Linked DNA regions of Sus scrofa: all the other regions are linked to region 3. Evidence: chromatin contacts called from public HiChIP or PLAC-seq data. All regions are on one chromosome and are shown on one strand. The core of a region is the stretch at or near the end of the contact, and the rest is flanking DNA. Distances in the headings are between cores, read along the strand shown.

What was found. HiChIP or PLAC-seq counts read pairs in DNA pulled down with a chosen protein or histone mark.
Region 1: a contact with region 3 is called in an H3K27ac HiChIP or PLAC-seq map of skeletal muscle. The contact joins the promoter of MYL1 here to the promoter of ACADL in region 3. A contact is called at or near these places in 1 of 5 promoter capture datasets (fetal liver), 6 of 47 Hi-C or Micro-C datasets (embryonic fibroblasts, epiblast stem cells, heart right ventricle and 2 more) and 1 of 2 datasets of contacts at active chromatin or transcription factors (skeletal muscle).
Region 2: an H3K27ac HiChIP or PLAC-seq map of alveolar macrophages shows a contact between it and region 3. The contact joins the promoter of KANSL1L here to the promoter of ACADL in region 3. A contact is called at or near these places in 2 of 47 Hi-C or Micro-C datasets (liver and skeletal muscle) and 2 of 2 datasets of contacts at active chromatin or transcription factors (alveolar macrophages and skeletal muscle).

Annotation. Positions count from the first base shown.
Region 1 is chr15:113,049,826-113,053,013 of Sscrofa11.1, forward strand. It overlaps MYL1 (myosin light chain 1), which reads right to left and starts at 1,490. Exons shown (of 7, transcript NM_214374.2): 1 at 1,418-1,490; 2 at 666-690. The coding sequence starts at 1,420. All of the region lies in intron 1 of LOC102160916 (a long non-coding RNA gene), which reads left to right.
Region 2 is chr15:112,900,488-112,904,068 of Sscrofa11.1, forward strand. It overlaps KANSL1L (KAT8 regulatory NSL complex subunit 1-like protein), which reads right to left and starts at 1,739. Exons shown (of 16, transcript XM_005672154.3): 1 at 1-1,739.
Region 3 is chr15:112,967,655-112,971,122 of Sscrofa11.1, forward strand. It overlaps ACADL (acyl-CoA dehydrogenase, long chain), which reads right to left and starts at 1,727. Exons shown (of 11, transcript NM_213897.1): 1 at 1,651-1,727. The coding sequence starts at 1,727.

The sequences.
Region 1 (3,188 bases), core at 240-2,739, 82 kb after region 3:
TACACTGAACAATTTAGACATGTCCAATCTCTCTTTAGGGATTTCGTTGACAAATTAACCATCCTAAGTCCACATCATTTTGGGGGTTATATAGCGGGTAGTATTACTTACTGTATCAAATTGGTTTTATTAAGAAATCAGTGAGTATAAGGAATTCTTTTGTGGTATTTAGCTTTTGCTTGCTTAAATTTTTCGTTACTGATTATAAGCAAAAAGTTCACATTGAGAGACTTTATATTTAGAGTGATTGAGAGCATTTATATTTAGAGTGGCAACACCAGTGGGGATAATTAGAAAGAGCTAATCTCATCTCAGAGGAGTTGGTTTTCTCACATGCCATCTTTATAAGTGTGCACATTTAAAAACTATGTCGTTTAAACTTACCATCCTGCTGTTCCTTAGAGAACTCGATCTGTTAGAAAGAAATTAACCACAAAGAATATTTTAACCAAACAAAAATGTCCTGGTTTTTAAATGTATCCAAGCTCATTCCCTGAGTAATCTTCAAAGTAAGCTCAAAAAGTATGCTTACTTTTCAGAATTCAGGCATAGCTTGGATACTAATAGGTTGAGCCACACAGTAACATGCCTTGGAGATGAGTGATATTTCAGAAACTAAGCAGTTCTCTGCCTACATCTGTAATAGAGAAGCTTGATTCACTTACCAGCAATCTGGTCAGCACTGAAGGACTGCAGTGGCGAGAGAGAGGAAGAAAGAAAGAAACAACTAGTACTCTTTCAAATGCATTGACAGAAGAGAGTGCTTTTTGCTTCAAGATGTTTAGGAAGCCATGTAGGTGTCATAGAATAAGAGTTGCCTTAGGACATTTTTGAGTCTAGGAAAAATAAAAAGCTACTGCACAAGATAGTTAGGGAACATCTCTCTGCATCTTAATACACGAGTCAATGATTTAACAAATGCTAAATCAGATTCTTTCTGGAAAAATATAATAATCTATGGTGTATTTAAGATATATCTAATAAAGATATACTTACTAAGAAGTTCATATAGACTGCATTAAAAAGATCATTTTAAATCTTTCTTCTTTTTAACCAGTACATTTTTACCCAATGCATTGGAAGTAGTTTACTTAATTTTAGTTATTGGCACCATTGGATTGTTTTCTAAGGTATACTATTTTGCTATAGTTGAAGGTTTTTTTTCCCCTAAATTTAGATATAATAAACCTTATGTGATATAGCAAAGTTGGTGAAGCATAAAATATGCTTTTGGGAATAAGATGTATTTTTCTAGTTGAAGTAATAGCTTGAATTAATTTCTTCTATTCTTAACCCACCTCAGCAAAGCCCCAGAATAGATTCTACAGATTCATACTGAATATGTTCTCTCCTCAGTTTTATTCCTACCCACTATCTGTATCTTTCTGTAAGTTACAGTTTTTCTCATAGGACCCACCATGATGAAACTGCTGGGCTGCAAACAGCGGCGAAGCTGAAGAGTGAGTTGAGGGCTGATCCAATCCCTGAGTGGGGGGCCTCCCTTGCTGAGGCTCCCTTTTATTTCTGGAGAAGCTCTGACTTCATAACTAGCATCAGATTTCAGAGAGAGGTAGCCACACCCCTTGGAGAGTTCTTTAGCTTTCTTAGGGCAAAGGGAAAGAGGGATCTGTACCCTGAGGTCTATTTTTAGGAAATCAGAACCTAGGAGTGGACAGCCATAGTGAGACCAATGCCTATCAGTACTTTTATGGTCTTTATCCCTGAGAAGTTCTCTTGGACTGTCTTCCTTTAAGAAGCTCCTTATGTGTTCAGTGGCAAAGGAGCTTAGAATTTCTCTAAAGACTTGAGCTGACCTCTTCTCTTGGTTAATTATGGACTTGGCAAACTTCAAGTTAGCAATTTTGGTAGTAATGAGACTTTTTGTGTAGGACTGGTTTAGGATTTCAAATGGCAACATTTACAGAAGGAATGCCTTCTGAAGCTCTGTCCCTTGTGGTAAAGTTCAGAGGACTTAAAAGGGCCATGCATATTCTGTATGTTTCTTAGGGTCCACTCCAGTGAAAATCTGGTCAGTTTGTGAAATCTCCAATTAAGGACCATTATTTTGCAAGTTGTATTCTCAGGAGTATAGAGTTTAAGCTAGGAATGGTTTTAATCTCCATTTTCACCAATCTCCTTTAGTTTGTTTTTTATGTTAGGGGTGAGTATTTGCTTTCCTTCCATTATCTTTATGGTGGCTAACTAGTCATATTTTTTGAATTTATGAAGTTCTAGGAAGGAGAGCTGATAGATCATTTTTGTGTTCTTTTACTTTCATTCTATACATATATTCTTTTAAAATTTAAAAATGTTGCTTATGTTCTTACTAGAATGACCTGATTTCCTCTCTGCCATGTCAAACATTTTTATGGCTTCATCTCCAGACTGAGAACTAAAAGAATCCAAAGCAGAGGATGTGAAATGCAAAGTTGTACTTTAGAATTTTAAAGGTATCTGAGGGATTGGCTGGTAGTAAATTTTCATGGCAGCTTACCTGATAATAGAGGGCAATTCCCTTCTTAGAATGGCACTGGGAAAAGATCAGTTTAAGATGTCCACTAAAGTTCAGACTTGTTTATCAGTTTTCTACATGTTTAAAGGAGTTCAAAGCATAAAGAATGTTGGAGACAAATTCAAATTTATGCACTGTTTCAGCAACTGCTTTTAAGGGAATGGTCACAAAAAGTGTAGTCTCCTTCTGATAGACAGTTTTGTATTTTGAAGCTTTCCCTCAAGCCATTTGGAAAAAAAATCAACATTTAAATGAGTATAATTTTTCATCCAAAGTTTACAAGTAACAAAAAAAATTTCATAGAGTCTGAGTCCCAAAATGGGGATTAAAAATATAATTTAAAAATATTAGAGCCCAGGTAGACATATCTTCATGAACAGATTGCCATTTTGAGAGGCTGTTGGGAAATGGAAGTTAAGAGAAAAAATTTGAACCCTTTGAATCATTAGGGGGAAATGAAAGTGAGAAATAAAGGTGGAAATTTGTCACCTTGATAATTGTGTAATTGGAGTTTCATGATTTTTGATATATTAGAGCCATTAGAGCAGACTATGTTTCTTTGTGTTCTTTTTAGTCTTTTATTTTTATTTATGTATTGTGTCAATAAGTTTGAATTGCCCTATGATTAATATTGAGTACTGGCATGTATCTTTAGTAAATAACTGTAGGTAATACC
Region 2 (3,581 bases), core at 489-2,988, 67 kb before region 3:
TGGCATTGTCACTGCAGGAGCTTGGGTCATTGGCCTGGGAATTTCCACATGCCGTGGGCGCAGCTAAAAAAAGAAAAGAATTGGTATACTGGATTTCCACATGCTGTGGGCACAGCCAAAAAAAGAAAAGGAAAGAAAAGAGAACAATTGGTATACTGGACTTGATTAAAATTAACATTAAAAAACCTAATCTGAAATTCTCTTGACTTTGCAACCCAAAGAAACTCATGAAAATAGCTGTCTCCTATAATGTAAAAAAAAAAAGGCTAAATTATATACGTACAGTTTTAGCATAAAACATAAGTGCATTTATTCCCATTTTCTACATTACTTAAATATGTAGTCATTGGGTATAACAATGTTTACTGATTATTCTAAATTCTACTACTCTGACTACCTCCATATACATAAACAACTACACTTATAGCCAACATTTCTAAGATCTACAAATGTTTGGATATTTTATTATTTTTTTAATAAAGTCAACATGCAAAAGTATCTGATATATACCAAATACTCAGTAAATATTTGGTGAAAAATCAGTGGTCGCCATTACATTCAGAATAAAATCCAAAGTTGTCCTTACAATAACCTACAGAGTTCTACACTATCACGTCCCTGACTACTTCGCCTCCTACACGTTCTCCATGGATTACTACAGTCCAGAAACACTAGCCTCTGTGCTATTCTGAAACACACCAAACAAGTCCTTGTTTCAGGGAATTTGTGTTTGCAATTCTCTCAGCCTGGAACAATTTTCCACAAGTAAGATGGCTGGCTCTCTCACGTCATTCATGTTTCTGCTCTAGAGTCATCTTCTCAGAGAATCCTGCATTGACTAATTATTTAAAACAGCTTTAGCCTCTCAATTCATGGTTCTCTATTCCCCTACACTGCTTTATTCTTCCTCAGAACACTAATCACTACCTGACATTTCATTACATTATAGAAAGGGGTACAGTTAAAGGGCAGAACTCAGTTTTGTTCAGTGTTCCAATCCCCAGCACTTAAGACAATATCTGGCACATAATTGTCAAATAATTGTTGACTGAATTAAAACAAACAAGTGAGTCACGATTTTTAAAGGTATTCCAGGATTTAAGTAGTAATAAGTAGTAACAAAACCTATTTCAGTTATTTCTATTAAAATAAATGTTACAAACATAGCAATATATTAAAAGAGTATGTCACAACCAATAGTGGCTTATTCCATGAATGCAAGGATGAGGGTTCAATCCCTGGCCTTGCTCAGTGGGTTGGGGATCCGGCATTCCCGTGAGCTGTGGAGTAGGTCGCAGACATGGCTCAAATCCTGAGTTGCTGTGGTGTAGGCCAGCAGCTGTAGCTCCGATTCGACCCCTGGCCTGGGAACTTCCATATGCCTCGGTTATGGCCCTACAAAGGAAAAAAAAAAAAAAAAAAATCCATCATTGAAATTCACCATTCAAAAGACTAAAGGAAAAAAAATTGAATAAAAAGCATCTGACAGGAGTTCCACTGTAGCTCAGGGGTTACAAACCCAACTAGTATCCATGAGGATGAGGGTTCAATTCCAGACCTCACTCAGTGGGTTAAGGATCTGGCATTACTGTGAGCTGTGGTGTAGGTTGCAGATGTGGCTTGGGTCCCACGTTGCTATGGTTGCGGTGTAGGCCAGAAGCTACAGCTCCAATTCAACCCTTAGCCTGCGAACTTCCATATGCCCCGGGTACAGCCCTTAAAAAAAAAAAAAAAAAAAAAAAAAAAAAAAAAAAAAAGACACACACACACAGAGCATCTGACAAAATGCAATATCTGTTCATAATTGGGCGGGGGAAGCATCAAATTAGGAAAAGGAGGGAAATTTCTTAACCTGATAAAGAGTATCTACACAAATTCCCAGAGCACTTCATAGTTAATGATGAAAGACTGAATGCTTTTACTTAAGATTTGGACTGAGGCAAGGTGTCTATTCTCACCACTCCTATTTACTATCACACTGCAGGTCCTAGCCAGTGAGATAGTAGGGGGAAAACAAAAAGCAAATCTGGAAAGTAAAAAGAAAACTGTGTCTATTCAAAGATGTATGATTTCATACACAGACTATCCCAAGGGATCTATTAAAAACCTCCTAGATCTAATGAGTTTACTAAGGTAGCAGATATAAGGTCAAGATACAAAAATCACTTACATTTCTAGATACTGGAAAAGAAAAAACTAGGAAAAGATATTTTTAATACAGTATTAATTCCAATAGCTTAACATAATGATTGTATTAGTGTAGGATCTACACAGTTGGGGGGGGGGGACAATGGGGAAAAAAATCAAGGAAGATCTAAATAAATGGAGTGACACATTATCTTCATTGGTTATTCAATACTGTTACAACATTAATTCTCCTTAAACTGATCTACAGATTCAACACAATCCCAATCAAAATCTTCACAGGATTTTTGCTAATATCAACAAGCTGATTCAAAAATTTGTATGAAAAAAGAAAGAAATTAAAATAGCTAAAAGAAGAAAAAGAAAAAGCTGAAGGATTCATATTACCTATATTTACAGTAGTCAAAATAAGTGTGGATTAGCAAAATGATGCACTCATAGATTGATGGGAAAAAAAGAGCTCTGGAATTCCTAATGTGGTACACTGGGTTAAAGACCTGAGGTTGTCTCTGAGTGGCTCAGATTGCGGATATGATCCATTTCCATACCTGATCCCTGGCCTAGGAACTTCCATGTGGGAGTGGGGGTGGGGTCACTGGTTAAAAAAAAAAAGGCAAGAGCTCTGAAATAGACCTATGCCTACATGGTTACTTGATTTCTGACAAAGATATAAGGGCAACTCAATGCAGAAAGCCTTAGGTTTTTTGTTTTTGTTTTTTGTTTTTCAAACAAATGGTTCTGGAACAATAAGGCATTCATACACAAAAACCTGAGCCTTAGCCCATAACTCAGACCTTATACAAAAACACATCCAAGATTGGGGGTAAGAGCTTTCCAAGGAAAAATAACAACTAATACAAAGCTTTAATGCAGGAAATAAATTTGGTGTGTTTGTGGGACAAAAACTACAAACAAAACGAACCAGAGAGAGTAACAGGAAATAAGATCAGAAAGGCAAACAGGGTCCAAACCATGGACATCTTATATAAGTCAAAATAATGCCACTAAACATCTGAATGAGGATGGGGTGTAATATGACCTGACTTTTTTTTTTTTTTAATTATATTGGTTGTTCTATACAGAAAAGAAATTAGAGAAAGAATGGAAACAGCTTCCAAGAGCAGAGGTGGGGAGACCGACTAGGAAGCTACTGAAGTAATTTAAATGAAAGATAGTGGGTGACTTGGACTACAAAGGCAGTAGCAGAGATGAAAATGGATGAATCTAGGAAATGTTTCAAGCTAGAGTTGATGAAACTTTTGACAGCTAAGATCTTATGAGGCTTAAGATAAAGCAATCAAGTATGACTCCTAGGTTTCTGGCTTGAACAACTGAGTGGTTAGTGGTGTATTGCTTAAATGAGGCAGACCTGGGAAGACAGAAGGTTGAAGGATAAAAATAAAAAGTTCTCTTTGGAATTCATTGAGTTTGAAGTG
Region 3 (3,468 bases), core at 477-2,976:
TAGGCAACACGTGGGAGCTGGTTATATATACACAATCTCAGGCCTCCTTCCAGGTCTATTGAATCCATCTGTGCCTCTAATGCTTGAAGGACACAGGTGTTAGGGACCTGTTGAACCTCAGCACAATCAAAACTCCTTGTATAACCTACAGTCCCCCATATATATATAATATATAGCCCTCCGTATTTGTGAGTTCCCCAGAGCACAGTTCTGCATCCTTGGATTCAACCCACTGTGAATTGTGTAGTACTGCAGAATTTACTACTGAAAAAAATTTACATAAGTGGACCCACAGAATTCAAATATGTGCTGTTCAAGGATCAACTTTATTTTAGTAGTAGCAGTCCTAAGTGATTCATATGTACATTAAAGTTTAAGAAGTCTGTTAAAATAAAACTGTACTCCTTGACCCATTCAGAGGGTCCCTCAGGTCCTTTTGCCAATATTCTTCCTATATTTAAACTACTTGTCACAACAGACAATGCAGAAGCAAATCTTAGAATCGGGCTGTTGCCTATTAAGCCAGACATTAAGGGATCTACAAAAGTGTAAAACAATGTCACTTTTCTTACTTTTTGGGGAAAAGTTATTTTTCCATAAAAATGTTATTTAACATATAATGAGTTACTTTACATGAACTAAATGTATTTCCAAGTGTTGTAGGTATGTATAATACTGATATCATCCACAGATAAAACCCACATAAATAAAAGATCTTTGAGGACCTCTAATTTTAAGAGCACAAAATATTCCTGATACCCAAAAGTCTCACCTTCACCGTCTTATGAAGTTCTGGGACTGAGCTTAGAAAAGTATGTGTGTCCCAACGTCCTCACTCCTCAGTGATGCCTTCCCAGCCTTCCTCCACAACAGGAGGAATTTTGTTTCCAAAGCATCTTAGAGTGCTGCAATGAACTAATCGAACCTTCCTGTCACTCTCATTAGAGAATCCCCAGTGCTTCCAATTTGTTTATCTAATGACAGGATTTTAGGTGTTATACGGTAGGGGACGCTTTTGATCTTATAAATATTACCATAATATCACCGACCCACTTAGGAACCCTATTACTTCCTCCGCATTTAATTAATTAAAAGATCTGTCAGATCTCCAGTTAATTCCCTTATGTGATGGAGCCGTTATCAGGTCTTTGCTGCTGTCCAGGAGTGTCTTCTCCAGGCGTCCCTGCAAAGGGTGGAGGCTGCGGGAGTCCCACTCCCAAGTTCACTATGGGGCGGTGCCTTCTGCCACAGTTCCAACTGGACCAAAGGTCGTGGTGCCCAAGAGGTGACTCCCCAACATCGCCTCTCAGAAACTCTTCAAAATACAGACTCCCGGTGTCCTCCGTAGACCATGAAACCAAACAGGCTGAACCCAGGCCAGAAAGGGTTGGCAATCCCCCCGCCCCCACACCCTTTCGACTCCCCAGGCGGTGAGGCTGCAGTGGCAGAGCTCCGCTCTCGCCGCAGGGGGTATGATCACTGTTCCGGAAGCCTCCCGGCAAAGCCCAGCTGCTTCTCCTACCCTCCTACGCCCCAAGGCTCAGTTCAAGCTCTGGGCGACTGGTTTCGAGCCCCAGGAATGGAGTGTGCGTGTCGCCGCGCGGCCCTGCAGCCTCCCTGCTGCACAGATAGAGCAGGGCGGGCACTAACCTCGAGGCCGTCGGTAGGCGCGGAGCACAGAGGCCGCCCCACAAGCGCAGAGATCCACGGAGGAGTCGTGTGGCCATGGCTGCGACAGCGAAAGGCAACTTGGGCGATGGCGCGTCTCCTCGGTGACTCCCTGTGTGCGGGGCGAGGCGCTGGGACAGCGGGATGTCCCTGGGGCCTTCCTCCTTGCAGTCACACCCCAAAAAACCTCGCACAGCCGCCCAAGTAAACGAGGCCGGCGTACCCTTCTAGACCAGAACGCCTTGGGCAGCGATCCTCAGCTACCCTGCGCGAGACTGCGGACGGTTTTTTGTGACACGCCCCTCTGCAGAAACTTACCAATGAAAAGATTCTAAAAGTAAAACTGTTAAGTTCCCTGCAGTGTTCTGTTTTATCTAAGCAGTTGTTTTCTTTGGCTTCCTGAACAGCTTTGAGAAACTCTGTAAGCCATGGAGGCTCAAAAATGGACCCACAAAGTCATAGTTACATAAAGTTTGTGTGTTTGTTTGTTTTTAACATTGGAAATTAGCTTACTTAACATATAAGACTATGCAAGCAGTGTTTTCTTTTCTTTCTTAACTATTTTATTTCTTTGCAGTGGCTGATGTGGGGATCTCAGCTCCCAGACCAGGTTGGGATGTCGATGCAGAAGCCTCCTCATGTAACACGTGTTAGCTGTTTCTTTGTTTTTTTTCTTTTTAGGGCTGCACTCCTGGCGTATGGAGGATCCCAGGCTAGGGGTCGAATTGGAGCGGTAGCTGCGGGCCTACAACACAGCAATGTTGGATCCAAGCTGCATTTGTGACCTACACCACAGCTCACGGCAATGCCGGGTCCTTAACCCGCTGAGCAAGGCCAGGTGTCCTCATGGATACTAGTGGGGTTCGTTAACCACTGAGCCATGACAGGGAGCCATGGCAGGGGCTGTGTTAGCTGTTTTTATTCTCCTCCACCCACGTACTCACAATCCTTTTCAGGTTATGGTGTTTTAAAAATGACATTTATAATCAATTAACAGAAAATTAATTTTTTCCCCTAATTCAAGGACTCTAATAATGGTATTTCAAATGAAGATCTGAAAAGATCAGGTAAATTCATTTAGCTGTCACTATGAATGAATGTCCTGGTGCTGATGCAGAACTATCTGGAGGAACTAGTTGGGGCAAGCAGGCCTTTGCTTTGCCTCAGATCAAATTGTGTGGGTGACTATGTTTCTAATCTCCAAGGAGCACAAGGATAGCACAAGTGTAGATAACAGAGGCAAGGTTTCTTTACTTGAAGACTTTAAGAATTACTATCAAAAGGTTAGTAGATGCAAACTATTGCATTTGGAGTGAATAAGCAATGAGATCCTGGATAATGTGAGAAAAAGAATGTATAATATATGTATGACTGGGCCACTTTGCTGTACAGCAGAAATTGACAGAACATTGTAAATCAGCTATAATATAAAAACAACTTCAAAAAAAAAAGACAGAGAAAAAAGAATTATTGCCAATATCCTTGGAAAGTAGAATAACATAAGAAAACCCACCACTCTAATTCTAGAGGACGTGATCAGTGGTTTATACAGAGATGGGTCTCATTATAATTTCCTCATACTTAAAGAGACAGGAAGACATTATCTATGTGCTTAATGATTTACTGTGCTGCTTTTCATACACCCACTAATGATAGATAAGCTTTTTTTCAAATATGAAAATACTGAATAATTGGTTTGGATTCTTGTCATACCTCTTTGAATGATAAAGTTCTCCTTGTCATATCCCCTGTTTCTTATTTGTAGGAAATAGGCTTAATTCAACCTCTTTGACCTTCCCT